Regions from separate parts of the Gossypium hirsutum genome. Here region 1 is linked to region 2. A link is a contact called in public Hi-C data. All regions are on one chromosome and are shown on one strand. The core of a region is the stretch at or near the end of the contact, and the rest is flanking DNA. Distances in the headings are between cores, read along the strand shown. Region 1 holds the start of LOC121207986 (early nodulin-75). Region 2 holds the start of LOC107897068 (malate dehydrogenase).

Region 1 (5,521 bases), core at 1,781-4,280, 890 kb after region 2:
TGCGTAAGTACTTAAAGCGAAATAATTTCCGAATGAGGATTTTTTGAATTCGCGTTTGGGAAACAATAGTTCTTATATATGGAAAAGTATATGGGCGACAAAGGGCATCTTGGCAGAAGGACTTTGCTGGAAGGTGGGTAAGGGCACGAATATTTCAGTTATTAATGATGCTTGGATTCCAGATGCAAGAAATTTCAGATTATCGTCGTTTGCTCATAATATGTGAGATTATAAAGTTGCTGAGCTAATTGATAATAATGACAGAAAATGGAAGCGGGAGTTGATTGTCAATACCTTTCCGGAGGAAGAAGCTGAAAAGATCTTTCGTATTCCTTTGGAGAAAGAACCTCATGACGATTTTTTGGTCTAGAGCGGTGAACCTTCAGGAGAATACTCGGTTCGTAACACCTATAAACTATTACAAATTTCTGAAGAAGATCCTAGAGCTTATGCTTTGCAAACCGACTACAGGAAGTTTTACAAAAAAACTCTAGCTCCTAAATCTACCTTCAAAAATTAAGATTAGCGTCTGGAAAATATCATGGAATTATTTGCCTACACGGGTTAACGTGCAGCAAAGGAGGCTAACAAATATTGTAATTTGTCCTCGGTGTGGAAAATGGGCAGAAACTATGGATCACCTTTTTCGCGAATGTCCTGTTTTAGTGTAAGTTTGGACAGAATTATCAATCCCGAATTTCTTACAGGAATCTAATTTGGAGTTTCTACAGTGGCTCACCTGGGTTTTTACTCAGAACACTCCCTCTCAATGTAGAATATTTTTTTGTGCGCTATGGGCCATTTAGGGAGAAAGGAACGCTAGAATGCATGAGAAGGTAAGCAGAACTGGGAAAGAAATAGCTAGCTTTGTCAATAGTTATATTACAAAACTAAATGGGGTTGAATAAAGAACCCCCAAAATTTCGCAGGAAGTTAGAAAATGGAATTACCCACCTGGTCAGTAAATAAAATCAACTTTGATGGAGCATACGATGGGCAACATTTTCAATTGGCTTCGGAGATTGTGGCTAGAAATAGCGAAGGGAATGTTCTTCTATCTTGTTCAGAAATTCATCAAGAAGTGGCCTCCGCCTTCACTCTGAAGCACTCGCTTGTCGCGAAGTAGCCCAAATGGGAATATACATGCGATGGCCAAAGATTGTTATAGAAGGCGACTCATTATCAATAATGAAAAAGTGCAAGGCAGAAAAACAAGATAAATTGTAGGTAGGAGCATATATACATGATATTCAACAAATAACATCTAGATCTAGAAACTTAGTGTTTGAATATATTCCAAGATCAGCAAATGGTTTAGCACATATACTAGCAACTGAATCGTTAAAAAAGGAGGAGGTGTACTTGTTAGAAAGCATCCCTGGATATGCTAAAAACCAGAAAGAATTTGATAGAGTGCGAGAACCAGATTGAAAACGGATAGAGAAAAAAAGGAAGGAAGGAAAGTTTCAAATGAGCAGATCAATGGTTTTGGTGATAAAAGCTTTCGTTGGAAAACTTTAACCGTCTTTAAGAAGAAATGGGAGATTGATAGACAAGACGGGCATCAGTGTTCTTTGATTGGGCAAAGTTGCGGTGATAATTATGAGCTTCTAGACTATTCTTATTTTATTTTCTTTTTAGAAATTCTTTTTAATTCGGGCCATTTTTTAATTTTGGGCCTTCTCTTCTGTTTTAGTTCTATTATCTGTTTTGGACTATATGTTTTATTTTTTATTCATATTTTAATAAAGCCCAATCTGATTATTAGTTTTAAAAAAATTATTTTTTGTTGACCAAATTATTTTTTTGTGAAATAAATATAGAAAATTTTAAAAATATTTTTTGTAAATTATTTTGAGTGAAATAAACTAAGCCTAAAAACAAAAGAGAAACGCATGTATAATAGTAGCTTTTGAAAGCTGAAATAATTTGCTGGAATTATATGTTTTGTTCAATAAATTAAATCCCTTGAATGCATTCCAATAAGCCGCAAGTACTATTATATAAATAAAACATAAGAAACTTGATATGGGTTAGAGAGTTCAAATTCTAATAGTGTTCTCAGTACCGATGGGCCTAGACAATGAATACTCCAAATTCAAAGTTTGCGTTATGGATCCACTAATTTCATCAAAATAATATATTCATATTTGGGGTAGACACTAATAAATATTATTCAATCTGGTCCAACCAATGAATCGATTTATCTGAAAAACATATACCATAATATCTTTCACGTGTTAAATCCAACTGTTATTTTCTTTCTTTCGTACTCTTCCCCTTTTCCCATAACCCCATCCAGCGGATGAAAAAGGAACACCTATCATTTTCAGAAGCTTATCATATCTACAGTACTATGGATTTCGTTTTTATAGATAAACTTAGTGGGAATTCTTTTAACATAATCTATAATCACATATTGATAATGTTTCGTGACTCAAATCTGTACTTATTTTATGACAAATTTCTGCAACTTTCCCACAGTTTCAAATGTTCATACCATTTTGTCAACGACATCTCTCGACAGCTTTAACCAATTGCAATTTAAAAAATGTGGAAAACTTTTTACCCCTTTGGGTTTTTTCTTATGCCATGACTTCTAATTCCTCACAAATTTTATAATTTAATTCTCACCCCTTAAAATTATTTCTGGACTCATCCCTGTTAAAGGTATTTAGCTTCTCACGAACTGACTATATAGCATGTGATCCCATTAGAATGTCAAAAAGCAATGTAGATTCAATATTTCACATTGAAAATCCGCAGAACCATGTATGTCGCAAAATTCTTGCCACGTGTTTTTCACAGAAGTTAAACTTCAATGTGTCATGATTTTCACAGTAGCAAATTTGTCAAAAATTTCGACTCCACATGGGACCCAAAGTGCGACTCAACACCGCACAATGTAAACGGCAAATACAAAATTGCATGTGTGGTGACGTCATAAGTCTAGCTTTCCGTCCACTATAAAAGGGCAGCAAATGTTATAGTTTGTGAGGCACAACAAAACCGAGAGATATATTCCCAAACATGTCTAAAGCCTGCTTGCTTTTGTTTCTCGTTGGAGTGGTGGTTTTTATCATCACTCCTTCTCTAGCTAACCAACATCATGGTAATGAGCTTCCCAAGGGTAATGGTAGGAAGCCTTTCCCAGGTGAGAAGCAACCACAACACAAGCCATTCCCCGAACACCGACCACCAATACACCGTGGACCTGGCGGTAAGGGGGAGGAGCCACCACATGGAGAAAAACCTCCTCATAGACACTTATTGACTGTGGAAGTTGAGGACACACATAAACCTCCACGATACTCAGGTGGTAAACCTCCAAGACACTCGGGAGGTAAACCTCCACATGTTGAGGGGTTCCTTGCTGGTAAAGCACCCATGAAGCCATTCCCTGGTGACAAACCATCTAAGGGTAATGAAAAGGGAGCACCTCATGAACCTAAACCTCCTCATAGACACTTATTGAGTGTGGAAGTTGAGGGCACACATAAACCTCCACAACACTCAGGTGGTAAACCTCCACGACATTCAGGGGGTAAACCTCCACATGTTGAAGGATTCCCTGGTGACAAACCATCCAAGGGTAAGGGAAAGGGGGCACCTCATGAACCCAAACCTCCTCACAGACACCTATTGAGTGTGGAAGTTGAGGGCACACATAAACCTCCACAACAATCAGGTGGTAAACCTCCACGACATTCAGGGGGTAAACCTCCACATGTTGAAGGATTCCCTGGTGACAAACCATCCAAGGGTAAGGGAAAGGGAGCACCTCATGAACCCAAACCTCCTCATAGACACCTATTGAATGTCGAAGTTGAGGACACACATAAGCCTCCACAACACTCAGGGGGTAAACCTCCACATGTTGAAGGATTCCCCGACGGTAAGCCACCCATGAAACCATTCCCCGGTGACAAACCATCCAAGGGTAAGGGAAAGGGAGTACCTCATGAACCTAAACCTCCTCATAGACACCTCTTAAGTGAGCCACACAAATATGTGATACCACCCAAAGGTAAGGGAGAGAAGCCTCCCCATGAGCAGAAACCACACCATGGACACCACCCAGGGCACCATCTGGGAATAGAAAATTAAAGCATAAATCATCCTAAGGTTCCCATCAACCTACAGTTAGAAGATCATCATCAGCGTGTATGGTAGGACTATTTTACTATAGGAATAACAGTTGATGTTGATTTATCCTTTTATTAGTTGTGTAGCTATCTAGTTACGTATATTTTGTTCCTGGCTTGGAGGTTGTGCCGTGCCTACCTCATGACTATGTTGTTTTAGAAATTCCAGCCTCATCTATGGTTCGACATTTTATGATATGAACTCTATATATTAACTAGTTTGGGATCTTTTGCTTTCTAAGTTTATTTCACCTATTGAACTATCTAACAATATTTTAAACTGGTGTGATTTTGTCAATTTATTCCAAATCGCTATTTAAGTTTTTTTTATGGGAATAAATTATATAAGTCATATCTTAAAAAAAATTTATTTTAAATAGTGAAGTATTATGAAACCCAATTATTAGTAGTATTAGCTTGGGAAAACATGAAAACAATTATTTAAAATCTTGGCAGAGCATGCAAATTCCTTCTTGTTATAGATGAAATTTTCACATCATTACATAGCAATATATGAAGAAAGGAGGTTTAATTTCTGGCCATTCAAGAATGCCACTTGGGGATGGATGAGAAGTGTTGAAAAGAATAGAATTAAGATACTAATAACAATAAAATAGATTAGTAGTTGGATCCACTGTGAAATTTTGAAGCTTCTTTTGTCTATTAACAATGGTATGGTCTCTATTATCAACCATTAAGTGGTTAGAAAAACTGAATTGATGTTATCGTACCAAAAATCTTCTATATATAACAAATTTACGATATTTTTTTAATAAAGTACGAAATGTTCGATTCTCACTATACTTCTACCTCTCATTTTATTTTTATTTCTTTCAAACAAAAATTATCTTTATCATTCCACTTAAATTTTATTCTTGGTTACATTATTAAATACATTTATACATTGATTATTTATTTTAAACTTAAATATTATCTATAATTTATAACAAATCTTTTTAATTGATAAAAATATCCTTATTTTTAATCATATTACTATTTTCACATTTAAAAATTATTATAATATTTAATTTAAAATTATAAAATTTAAAAGTTGAAATAAAATTAAAAATTAAAATAATTATAATTTAATAGAAGTTGTGATAATTATACATCTAAAAATAATTAGAATTGTTAATTAAAATTTTTTATGGAAATAAATATTGAAAAACTTATTATTAGTGAACTGCAATACAATATTTATAGTGCATTGAATACAAAGAGTTGAATGTAACTAGCTACATAGCCTCAGTTGCAACTGTAATACTGTTTAACAAATCTAATAGAGACTAATTGAAACAGTTGGTTAGCTTTAACAATTATCTGCTCTAACATTTCCTAGGTTCTTCCAACTTTCTTGAATCTTCTCTTGCTTTAGT
Region 2 (5,029 bases), core at 2,411-4,910:
CCAAAACCGATGAGGTGCCAACTGAAGAAACCGACGAGTTCATTCAATTCTCATTTGAAACTGAAGATAAAGCTCAAGTACCCAAATCTTTACGTGACAAGAAGGTGAGAAAGCTCGAGGTAATAACACCCCGAAAAATAATTTGGGGTTGGCTCGAATTCGGTACCAAGTGGCTCATAATGTAGATGTCGCAATGGTCTAAGATAAGGAAATGTTAATGGTATCAACAAAGGGCGTTGGTCTACATATCTTGATGGAAAAACAAACGACGGATCAAAGTCTCGAGGACCAGCTAGAAGTTCTTTTATAGGGGTGATACAAGTCGTCCCAATTCTGAAAAAATGACTTCTCATTTAAACTTCTTTTAATTTTAAATTCCTAATTTTTATTTAAGTATTGTTATTATTTTGTTAAATGTTGTAATTCAAGTATTTTTTTTGTATTTTTAAAGATTGCTAAGTTCATGAAAAGGGGAGAAAACGAACGAATCGAGAAGTCAAAATTTTACACCAAAGAGGGGTCGAAACAACCGTGACGCCGTGAAGAGGGTAATCAATGTTTCATTTACTTTATATGATTCAATTCATACTTATCATTCCCAATTCATCATCAATTTCATACCAAATTTCATATATAAATTAAATCATGCTAATTTTTATTCTATTCAATTTAATCCTCTATCTCGATAACCAATCCTAATAATAGAATTTCCATTCAAATAATCATTGTCAACTCACTTCAATACCATATTATGCAAAATATCACAATATGCAATAATAAAATTGATCCCGAATCATAAAAATGCAAACTAATATCACGTGTCACTCATCGTCAGCTATCGCTTTTCCTTTCCCTATCAACGGATTGACGTTGCCTTTAGCTACGAATAATAACTCAACAATTACACAATATAAATTTTCATTCAATTCAGATTAAAATACAAAAGCCAAGCATATTTTGCAATTTATTCCCTAAACCTGGGACAAACATAATTTTCAATATAAAGCTTTGAATTAAAATTTGATTTCACATTTACTCATTAGGGACCTTCTACTTTCTATTAATACCGTAATTTCATAACAAATGTACATTTTATTCAATTTGCTCTCTAATATAACAAAGCTAACAATCAAGCTCGTTAAGCTTTACAATTTAGTCATTTTCATTATCTAAGCTTAATTTCTATCAATTTCACACTTAATTCATTCAATTTTCAACAATGATAACTTATCAAAATTTCAAAAATTAGACAAATCAGATACATGAGCTAGCTAAATCAAGCTTTTATGATTCAATTTCCATAAAAATAAAAAAATGGATAATGATTTACTTGAAATTACATGACCGAATGTTTGAATACCTAAAGCTTTATCCTTTTATTTTTTTCCTTTGATTCCACGGTTTGGGGGAAGAAGATTATGATATTTCATCTTTCTTCCCACTTTAGTTGCTATTTATACTATATTTAATTTTAATTAATCTTAATTAAACAACTTAATTATGTTTCATTAAATTAATCTTTAATTACTTAAGATTAATGACATCATTATTGCCATCCACTAACACCTATTTAAAAATGGATTATTAACCATTTTGATCCTTTGGGTAAATGTTATCTAAGTCTCTAAGCTTTTTCCTAATTAAAAATCTATAGCTATTAGACTGTTACAATTTAGTCCTTGAATCTTAATTAACCACTTTTTCGACTAAATTACTTAATCGAATTTCAATATATTTTAACATTAACTCTTGTAAATATTCTCATTTAATATTTACGGTCTCAATTTACGAAAATAAGGTTCTAAAACCGTATTTTTTAATACCATCAAAAATCGAGTCTTTACACTTAACCTTTCTCGAAATAAAAATTCATAAAGTTTGTGTATTATTAAAGAGAAATGCAGGTTTCATTATCCAAGAGAATTCAGCTCCAAATAATTGCTTGGAAAATATGGTTATCCAATTTATAGAAGACGAGAGGACAAACAACAAGTAACAATTAAAATGTCAAACTTCATATCCTATTTTTCGATATATATTTTTGTTATTTTATGATTCACTTTTATATTTAATAAGCTAAAAATAATATTAGTTATGATAAAATAATATCAATACAATGCAAGCTAGGAAATTAAAATTTAATAAACTTTGTTCATATATTATATGTTTTCTATTTTCTTTTCGTATGTATATTTTTTGTTATTTATTGAAATAATTTTTAGATTTTACATATTTTATATTATTTTATTCTTTACTACAATATTTTTAATATAATTGTAACAATCCATATTCAACTTAGATATTATGACCAAATCTAGAAAAATTATTGTACAACTGTTAAAAATTCAAAAATCGTTTGACTTGTAAAGATCACAATAGCTCTTATTAAGTAAAATTTAGTTTATTAGAGAACATTTCTTTCTTAACCCATTTGGTAAAACTGTTGATGGTTTACACTTTAAAAATATTTAGGTTAAGCAAAAATAATTTTCTATTTGTCTTTGTCTTGTTATGGCTATTAATAAAGCACAAGGCCAGACAATATGAATAATATGAGTGTGTTTGCCACAACATATTTTCTCTCATGAACAACTATATGTTATATTATTTAGAGGGGTTTCAACGTCATCATCGAAAGTTTTAGTCAAGTTGTGAAAGAAATGTATGAAAAAAAAATGCACAAAAATAAAAGTCTATTAGGAAGTGTTATTAAAAGAAAGGTACATATACAACAATAATTTTATAACTAAAAAAACATTATTATTATTATTATGAGCATCTATAATATAATTAGTTTATCTATATCGATTTTGCAGTGATGAAAACAATAATCATAGAAAAGTGGAATATATGATTTTACATTATGTCTTTTTAAACATTGTACACAAATAACATTTTATAATATTGTACTATTACTTACAAAATATGACTTATTTTAAGTATTATTTATATTAAATATGTTATATATAATTTTTAATTATTCTTAATTTAACAAATAAACGTGTATATCACGTGTAATATTGGTGACAAAAAAATTAATATATATTTAAAATTTTGTTAATTTTTTAAAAAGTAAAATTGTACAAGGTAAATTTGATTAACTCTAATAATATATGCAACCTTGTGAATATAAATTATTAATTTTTTATATAAGACATAAGAAAAATAAAAATATTAGATTTAATTTAGTGAAATTAAATTATTTTTTCCAAGTGAAATTTAAATTTCATAGTTTTATTGAAGATGCGGGTGAATTTTTAAGAAAAAAAAATCTTTAAAATGAAGCGCTTTTATTTTTATTTTTGGATAAGTAGATGGAAAATAATAGATTAAGGATCAAATAAAAAAATTGACAACCAAAACCCCTTTGTCAGCAGTTGTTGACAAGAAGTGATTGTTTTTGTTGGAATATATAAAAATAAAATAAAATATATGTGGTTAAGCATTGGACATTTGTGGCTATAGTTTCATTGGGGGCATACGCTCAGTTTAAAGCCACTCCTTTTTAGCCTAACACCAACTAGTTTTCAGTTACAAAGCAAAACATAACTGAGATAAAGCATGATTCTCGTCGTCACTCCAATCTATGGGCCCCACATATGTTGTCCGCATCGCAACGGCATATACCTTTCTACCTCACCTTCCAAACGACAGCGTTAAACTAAAAAAAAAAAGGTCCTTTTTTTTAATTAATTTTTTTTGTAATCATTTACCTCGGGCAAGGCATTGACGAATAAATATCTACCTCAGTTTCTTGCCTCTTTCCCTCATACCTGAAATAAATTTCTACTTCACTCTCTCCACTTAACTCTTCCATCTGTACGGCATCGTTTTGTTGTTCTTCGATCTCCATCAATGGCGAAAGAACCAGTTCGCGTCCTCGTTACTGGAGCTGCAGGTATTGTTATGCTCCACCTCTCAGATCCTTTACGTAACATATTCCGATCTAGTAATTTTAATTGGACGAGTCCGATCTCTATTATCTGGTCCAGTTAATCGTAACTTAGACTTGAACTTTGTTTTTATTTCTTATATTTCGATCGGACGGATAATTGTTTGGATTAGAAATGATTGACCTTGTACTAGGTTTTACTGACAAATATATTAGTTTGCCTTGGATCTAAGCGTAGTAGCTCAAGTAGTGTTTGTGGAAGTTTATATGCTAAATGATGGATGATGATTCGGAGTTTTGAAAATTTTTTACTTTCATTATAGTTCGAACTACAACTGTCAATTTCTACCGGAACCCGAAAACTCAACTTGATTAACCCCAATCTAAATTCAACCAAATCCGATTTTACAGGCAACAACATGAAACCTTTCAACCCAAACCGACCTGAACTTGAGACGTATTTGAAATGACCCGAATTCGAACTTTGATCCAGACACAGAATCAACTCGACATGTCGATTTTACAGGTCTAGTTTGAAAAATCAACATGTTGATTTGCTAGTACCATAATTAAATAAATGAAAGTAAATTCTACATGATTGGAATGGACAGGCCCGGTCCTGGGATAGTTTGGGAGTGCGGCTGCCCAGGGCTTAGGGCTGGAAGGGGCCCAAAAAATTTCTTTGAAAAAATATTCAGCCTTTAAGTTTTTTGATCGACACTTAATTGCAGGCAGGAAAAAAAAAAGCAAAGAAAAGGGGCCCCAAATTTTTATTTTATTACTAGTATATATTTTTATTTTATTGTATTACATTTTATATTTTTTTTAAAAGGTGCCCAATTTATTATTTCGCTTAAGGCCCAAAAATGTCAAGAACGGGCCTGGTAATGGAAGATGTGTTTTTGGATCATGCTCGAAAATAGAGGAATTTGATATGTTTCGGATATGACATTAAAAAATAAGTGCTTGGGAACTGAATCAAATTTTCCAACAGAAGCACAGACTTGTTCTTTTGGTTTTGGTTTTGATATGTTTAAAATTCAATGTTTTCGTTTTTGTTGTATTTACAGGACAAATTGGGTATGCCCTTGTACCCATGATTGCTAGGGGAGTCATGTTGGGTGCTGATCAGCCTGT

The links. A called contact is a pair of places that touch in the nucleus more often than the background predicts.
Region 1: a contact with region 2 is called in a Hi-C map of leaf, with 1.8 times the contacts expected there. The contact joins the promoter of LOC121207986 here to the promoter of LOC107897068 in region 2. A contact is called at or near these places in 2 of 34 Hi-C or Micro-C datasets (callus and leaf).

Annotation. Positions count from the first base shown.
Region 1 is chrA10:33,751,809-33,757,329 of Gossypium_hirsutum_v2.1, forward strand. It overlaps LOC121207986 (early nodulin-75), which reads left to right and starts at 3,031. Exons shown (of 1, transcript XM_041078527.1): 1 at 3,031-4,107. The coding sequence starts at 3,031. The coding sequence ends at 4,107. LOC121208488 (a long non-coding RNA gene) reads right to left here and starts at 1,590. Exons shown (of 4, transcript XR_005903553.1): 1 at 955-1,590; 2 at 740-846; 3 at 295-657.
Region 2 is chrA10:32,858,340-32,863,368 of Gossypium_hirsutum_v2.1, forward strand. It overlaps LOC107897068 (malate dehydrogenase), which reads left to right and starts at 3,661. Exons shown (of 9, transcript XR_005903548.1): 1 at 3,661-3,898; 2 at 4,963-5,029.